Linked DNA regions of Rattus norvegicus: region 2 is linked to region 1. A link is a contact called in public Hi-C data. All regions are on one chromosome and are shown on one strand. Each heading gives the region's core, a stretch centred on a gene start, on an enhancer-like site or on the middle of the called end of the contact. The rest is flanking DNA. Distances are from core to core; before and after follow the strand shown.

Region 1 (3,987 bases), core at 245-2,744:
CCCATCACCCAGCTCTCATAAATTTTCTGATGTGTATAAAAGTATAGCATTTTAAAAACAAACTGTTTATTGGATGCAATGGCGAATGCCTTTCATCCTGACATTTGGGAGACAGAGACAGGTGGATCTCTGTGAGCCTGGTCTACAGAGTGAGTTCCAGGACAGCCAGACTAGATAAAGACTCTGTCTCAACAAAACAGCCCCCAAACACTAGAACATTTATTTGTGCAACCTAAAAAGCCTTCAGTGTTGCCAGGGATACGTGACCCTGTTTTGAAGAACTTATAGCTTACCAGACAGAGCGACCTCCCCAACCCCCCACATTGCCCCACATTAGCCCACCTAGTAGAGGATCTGAAAGGGCAGAAGGGTAAATTTATCCAGGTGGGCGAGCCACTGAGGCCCACAGAAGGAGTCGAAGCTGCAAAATGTTATCACTTGCCCACTGGATACCACATAAGCAGAGACCAAAAACACAAACGAGTGTGGGGGGTCTAGAGGGAGCCTAGCACCTTTTGAGGGAAGACTAGCTTGTCTTTTACCTACTCACCTCACCTGAAAGTCTACTCTGCAGGTAGGTGGTGATTCTAGTCAGGAAGAGAGTTGAGGTCTTAGTGAAAGAAGCCTGCTGCAGAGGCTGCTGAAAGAAACCAGGTTTGGGACACCAGAGTGGACGATGCGTGGTTTTAAATAGTTTGGACTCGCTGTTCCTGAGGCTTTTGAATTTTTCGTGCCAGGCGAGCTCTATTGTCACAGTAAAGGCTACAGAAGAGGAGAGAGAAGTCGAGGCACCTGTGCCCACTCTACTCTGGCCAAAGGTTATTATTCTTTGTTTTATTTTGTTTTGTTTTGTGGGAGTCAATTCTGTGTAGCCCTGGAACTCGGTCTGTAGACCAGGCCGGCCAGGAACACACCAGATCCACCTACCCATGCTCCCCCAAGTGCTGGGGTTACAGGTGTGTGCTACCACCAACCGGATCTTTTAACCTTTTTTTCTCTCTAGAGGTTTTGACTTGATCCCAGCCGAAGGTCTCTGAGAAAAAGACTGTAAAAATCGAGTTCCAGAGGACAGGGAAAGGAAAGGCCTTTGGTGGATCCTGGGACGGTTACTGTCAAATTCTGTCTTGTGATGGGACTCAGAAAGCACAGCCTGGCCTGGCATCTCCATTTCCTTCTCTGGTGGTCTCTGTGCCTCTTTTTTCTCTCCTTGGCTTCTGGCAAACCCCTATTCCACTGTTTGGGTTCTGCGATGGTCCTAACAGAAAGACCTGCCCTCGCTGCCCCTGCCTTCCGCTTTCCAAAGCTCAACGGAGTCCCCAGGACTCTAGTAGCTCCGCCCTGCATTAGGATGGCTCAGGAGCTCTAAATCCAGGAGGTTACTGGAAGGGCGAGCTTAGGCCCCGCCCATTTGCGGGGGCGTTCCCAGAGGCCCCGCCTCAGATCCCGCCCATTTCACCTGACTCTCGGGACGCTGCCGCGTTAGTTCTCCGCACCGAGCGTCTGCCACGGTCCACGCTTCTTACTCATCTCCATCTTGATCCCACCGCTGTCATGCCACGAGGAAGCCGCAGTGCGGCTGCCAGGCCGGCCAGGTGTGAAGGGGACAGGGACCCCGTGGGGACGGGTGAGGGAAGCGGGGGTACTCTCCCAAGGGCGTCCGCAGAATGACCTTGGAGTCTGCTGCGCCATGTTGGCTGGGGGAGGACGGGGACGCAGAAGCGCGAATCTAAGGCGAGGGTCGCCCTGCTCCCTGGAGTAAAGGGGTTTGTTCCCGGAGCATTAACCTTGCTTCTCTCCTCTTGCTTCCTGCAGCCGCCCAGCCCATCCTCCTGCGCACCCACCACCCTCAGCCCCCGCCCCCGCACCTGCCACCTCGGGACAGCCGGGTCTTATGGCTCAGATGGCATCCACCGCCGCGGGCGTAGCTGTGGGCTCAGCTGTAGGGCATGTCATGGGTAGCGCCCTGACCAGTGCCTTCAGTGGGGGAAGCTCAGAGCCTGCCCAGCCTGCGGTCCAGCAGGTAAGCGGGAGGACTCAAGAGAGACAGAGGCAGGATTGACTCATGGTTGCCTAAGGGACTGCTTAAGTGTCCAGTGAGGAGTGACCCAATATATTCAGAGTTGCCTCAGGCCCAGGATTTTGAGGGTCCTAACCCTCATGGTCCTTAAATTTACTGTCACTCGCTAGAAAGCTCGCCCTAACCCTCATTTGAAGGCAAAATATCTGATGGTCAGAGATGACCCCCGCTAGATCTTTTAAGAGGGAGAACACTGAGCTCAGATTGGGCACAAAGACTTGTCCAAGGACGCCTGACCCTAGAGGAGCAGGGAGAGATCCAATATTTCCCAAGTCCTTGTTTTCACCAAAGCCCAGCCTGCCTCATGACATCTGTTCCCTGGTGACCTGTGCCCCACAAAGGCTCTGCCACTCCCCACCAATCTTGAGCCTAATCCAAATGTTGATAGCAGTGCGAGCCCTGGGTTAGGAGAATCCGTGTGGCTGAGCCAGGAAGGTGCTGTAACTTGGGGTAGGGCTTATACTCTGAACACAATGTAGTGGACAGCTTTTTCTAGAGCCTTCTCTTCCCCCTCCCGCATTTGCCCTACATGTCCATTTTGAGGCAGAAAGACAGCCCTGTCTGTATCTGTTGAGCGACTTTTAGAGGGCCGCTGGTTCACCCTGTGCAGGGATGCAGCCGAGGCTAGACAGGGGTAATCTAGTCCTGGGTCACTCGGCCTGCCTTGGGGTGTCAGGGATAGGGAGTCTGGAGAGGCAGGAAGCCTCCGGCTTTGGCACTTAATTTTGGGGTACCAACTCTGAGCTACTCTTCCCCAGGCCCCTGCCCGTCCTGCCTCTCACCCCCTGCAGATGGGGCCCTGCGCCTATGAGATCAAGCAGTTCCTGGACTGCTCCACCACTCAGAGCGACCTAACCCTGTGTGAGGGCTTCAGTGAGGCCCTCAAACAGTGCAAATACAATCACGGTGAGCGGTAGTTCTGTTGCACGTGGGGTTGGGAGGGGCGGAGCCTCGGGTGCCTGCGGTTGTTCTGGTGCACGTGGGGCTGGGAGGGGCGGAGCCTCCGGTGCCTGCGGGCTGACCAGCGGTCTGTGCGGTGGTTCTCTCCACAGGTCTGAGCTCCCTACCCTGAAGAGGCTGTGGGCTTGCTCGTAGCCTAACCCCTCACCGACAGTTTGATGGCGAAGAGACGGTCCTTGTGCGTAAGGAAGGACAGTTCTCACCCCGCAGAATAACAGGAGACAGAAATGTTCAATTAAAAAGAGTTTACTTTAGACCACAGCCTGCTGTGTGCCCACTCACTGCCCTGTCTGCTGGGAGGCGGGATCAGGGGAGATAGGCGGATGGCTGTCTCATTAATGTGCTATGCCTAGTTAGTGTGGAGGTGGGAGAAAGGAGGTGTGTGTGTGGGGGGGGGCGGGGATCTTGTTATGTAACCCTGTGCTTTCTGTCCTTGAACCTCTGGGGTGGGAGGAACCCTATTATCTGCCTCTCGGATAACAAAGGACGGATTGATTATTCTGGGGACTCCTAAGTGGGGAGAGGGGTGAGGCATTTGCAAGTGACCCCTGGGACCTGAACCCTCAAGAGGAGCCTAATGTCTCTGCCCACAGGAACATCTGTGGCTTCACTCTTCTTGTTTTGTCCCTGTATGCTTTTCTCTGCACTCAAATGGGGTGATGAGGGAGGGCGGGGGCTCTCACATCCTGTCTGTGACCTTTTCCCTTCTTGCTGATGCAACTTCTTCGTCATGCCAGGTTCTGAAAGAGGAGTCCTCCCAGGTTGTTGTCTGTTTGCCGTAGATCATAAAGCAGAGGTCAGGGCCTGTCTCCTTGGATCCAAGTCCGGCTTGGCTGTGGTGTGCTGGGTCATAGGACCTGCTGGAATGGACGTAGGCCCTTCAGACCCCAGCTCGGACTGCCTCATCATGTAGTTGCTATGCTCACTGGGGTTCAGTCAGCAACTATGTG
Region 2 (3,487 bases), core at 901-3,400, 160 kb before region 1:
CATCCCAGGATAAGCTCTCAGGCCAGCCCAGAGGATATCTTGCCAATCTGCCCACTCCAGCTGATGATCTTTGCACCCAGACAGTCAGGCGAAAGGCGATGGTTATACCGGGCCCAGGGCAGGCTTAACCAATGGCTTCAGTAAGTGTGCTCAGGGCTCAGGTACACGTGTCAAGCTAACACTCCCCCTGCTTCTAACCGCAGGCTCCTACGGGCATGCCCAGTGTACCAGCCATTTGGTGTCGAACCAAAACCTGGCTCTAAGCGAGGCACGGGTTCAAATCTGGTTCAAATCTGTGGAGTAAGTGATTGCTCAATCACAGAGCTCAGAGGAAGTGCCTGGTGATAGTCTCGCACCAGGGCGGCTGTGCACAGGGCTGACACCCTCAGGGTCTAATACAGTAAGGTTGGTCTAATACAGTTATCCACCTCATGAAGTTACTAAATCTGCCCTGAGGGCCCTGGAAAGCGCCTGCAAGGATCAAATGGAATACTGGGTGCAGGGACCCTGACACAGGCTACGCACGAGTGTTATTGTTAAGAAGCATTGTCTCGGGCTGGAGAGATGGCTCAGTGGTTAAGAGCACCCGACTGCTCTTCCAGAGGTCCTGAGTTCAAATCCCAGCAACCACATGGTGGCTCACAACCATCTGTAATGGGATCTGATGCCCTCTTCTGGTGTAGTGTATTTATATAAAAATAAATAAATTAAAAAAAAAAAAAAAGAAGCATTGTCTCCTCAACCTAAGGACAGAGTCTGAGCATCCAACCAACACAAGCAGCCATTACCAACTTTCCTGAGCCTACAAGGACTCCATTTTGGAAAGCTCTTTCGAACTTATCTCTTCACAGGCATGCTCCAGACTCAGGAATAGGAGACTCTAACTCCACCTCAGACTGTAAGGATTTTGGGGAGGGGGACATCTTCTTGTGGGAAGTCATTTAGCCTGACCTACTTCCTCTATGGAAGAGAGGGCTACAAACTGGAGATAGTTTATTTCCAGGTTCATCTGGGATCTCTGGGCTGAGGTAGTCCTCAAACCAAGGAATATCTAGGCCAATGGTCTTTTCATTACCCGGTGACTCTCCAGGAGCCTTATCTAGTCCAAAGGTTATCTGCCTCAGGCCATAACCAGATTCCCTCTGACCAGGCTGGAAAACCAAACACCCTGGTTCTGAGACCGTGCGGAGGCCATCATCATAGTGGTTCTGAGTGCCTGAGCATAATCTCAGCACACACCAGGAAGCATTGGGGTTTCCCAAGCCATCCTTTCTCAGGACTTGCAGGGATGGCTGCAGAGCGTTGGAGGAATCGAAATCTTGCAATAACTCTGATCACAGACCCACAGTACCTAAGGAGCAGATACACTGCACTTCCTTGGACTAAGACATGGAGTGCTTGCTGGAACCAGCAAATGGTCCCCCACCCCCCACCCCAACCTCATACAGAGGACAGAGTCACAAATACGTTCCCTCACTAGCTCTACATACCTGTCCTGGTCCAGGGACAGCTCCTCGGTGAGGAACTTGAAGAAGCTGGAGCTGTGGCTGCGGTTCTGCTCCGCGGTGCCCACAACACCGATGGAAGAGATCAGGAGGTGGGCGCAGGGCTCTGTGGATTTGTTCATCAACAAGGTCATGCCCGGTCGTATCGTCACGCTCACGCGCTGCAAGAAACACAAAAGTGAATAAAACCCTTGGGCAGGGCAAGGCTGGTGTCCAGAAGCAGGCGCGGCAAAATTCTTAACGTGGGGGTCCGAGGGAACAGGGTTTGGGGCACTGTCTAGGAAGCTTGGAAGTCAGTCACGTCAGGGTCACGCCTGGGAAAGGTGACTAGGAAGGGTCCTGGAAAGGGAGGATGGGACACGGAAGGTCAGAGGTTAGCAGGCGGGTGGGGTCCCTGGGGGTAAGAGAAAGAATCATTGGGAAGTCCAACCCCTATCCCACAAGTTCTCGCCGATCCTCGCTCACGTCTTCGGGTTTGTCCAGGATGGTGGCTGTGGCCGCACACAACCGGTTCTCCAGCCCTGCGGGTATGCGGCTAGCCGGCAAGTTTGTTTCCAACTCAACGAACGGCATGTTAGCAGGAGAGGGATCGCCAAACGGTAACTGCACCGAGAGAGCAGTGGGAGCCAGTTGAGGTTCCAGAAAAGGAACACGGGGAGGGAAATGGAGGAGGCGAAGGCCAGGAGGCGGCGGGAGCAGGGAGGGTGAGCACAGCTAAGTTCCTCATTGGCCAGGCAGAGTCGGCCCTTCTAGATTGGCTATCAGAGCTACTCCTCTTCCGCTGTCACTTGTACCGGCTCCAAATTACCGAAGTCCCAGCTTCAGTGTCATTGGCCCTCTCAGTCGGCAGGGGGCTCTGTTTCCCTCCGAGCGTCTCAGCTAATCGCCCGCAAGACATACGTTTCTTTAGGAGACTTCACACCGCCAGACAGGCTTAACATTTCTTGAATGATAATGATTACTTCAAATTCAATACGGGAACCGCACGTGAGGTGTGCCTGGGCAAGACCCTAGGGCAAGGGCATTTTCATCTGGTCCCTAAGGTGATTTTGTAACCTCTTCTGTCTGGGCTAAATCATTGTCCACCAGAGAGTGGCAGAGCTACTTAAAACAAGGCAATGCGGCCGGGCGCTTGTGGCACAAGCCTTTAAGGGCAGCACTCTGGAGGCAGAGGTAGGCAGAGCTCTTGAGTTTCCAGGCTGGTCTACAGACTGAAATCCAGGACAGCCAGAGCTACACGGAGAAACTATCTGAGAGAGAGAGAGAGAGAGAGAGAGAGAGAGAGAGAGAGAGAGAGAGAGAGAGCTCCAGAGAGGGAAGAGAGAGACAGAGAAGAGAGAGACAGAAACCCAATTTGGCAATCTGTCCAATTGCACAAGGAAAGTGTGCATACTTGTTGAGGTTTGCCCTGGAGTTATCTGTATTTTGATGCTAATTCCACTGCCCCTAGGACAGCCGCCTAGGTACTCAGGAATCAGGTAACTTCACCAGAACCTTCTCCCCATGGAATTTGTAAAGTACAGGTGAGGGGCAGGTACAGGATAGAAGGAGGCCTGTCATTGGAAGAAGGAAGGATGGGAGGGAGAGAAGTTTGAAGGAAGAGAAGGAGACTAGGACAGAAAGGAGGAGACAGGAGAAGAAACTGAGGAGAGGGTGAGAAGCCATGGCAGGTGATGTTAAGATCTGCTGTGTATTTACAGGTTGTTATTAATGTTCCTAAGGGATGGATGGTACCGGGCTTTGTATGTTTAAGTGGGCAATTATATCTTATTATATTTATTTATTTATTTATTTATTTATTTATATGTAAGTACATTGTAGCTGTCTTCAGACACACCAGAAGAGGGCATCTGATCTCATTACAGATGGTTGTGAGCCACCATGTGGTTGCTGGGAATTGAACTCAGGACCTCTGGAAGAGCAGTCAGTGCTCTTAACACTGAGTCATCTCTCCAGCCCGTTGTGTGTTCTTTTTTTTTTTT

Evidence for each region. A called contact is a pair of places that touch in the nucleus more often than the background predicts.
Region 2: a Hi-C map of liver shows a contact between it and region 1, with 4 times the contacts expected there. The contact joins the promoter of Ddt here to the promoter of Chchd10 in region 1. A contact is called at or near these places in 6 of 12 Hi-C or Micro-C datasets (the A7r5 cell line, Schwann cells, frontal cortex and 3 more) and 1 of 1 datasets of contacts at active chromatin or transcription factors (oligodendrocytes).

What each region holds. Positions count from the first base shown.
Region 1 is chr20:12,724,585-12,728,571 of GRCr8, reverse strand. It overlaps Chchd10 (coiled-coil-helix-coiled-coil-helix domain containing 10), which reads left to right and starts at 1,494. Exons shown (of 4, transcript NM_001007008.1): 1 at 1,494-1,592; 2 at 1,813-2,020; 3 at 2,836-2,983; 4 at 3,130-3,293. The coding sequence starts at 1,552. The coding sequence ends at 3,149. C20h22orf15 (similar to human chromosome 22 open reading frame 15) reads right to left here. Exons shown (of 6, transcript NM_001402218.1): 6 at 3,268-3,897.
Region 2 is chr20:12,882,313-12,885,799 of GRCr8, reverse strand. It overlaps Ddt (D-dopachrome tautomerase), which reads right to left and starts at 2,150. Exons shown (of 3, transcript NM_024131.2): 1 at 1,971-2,150; 2 at 1,491-1,666. The coding sequence starts at 2,078.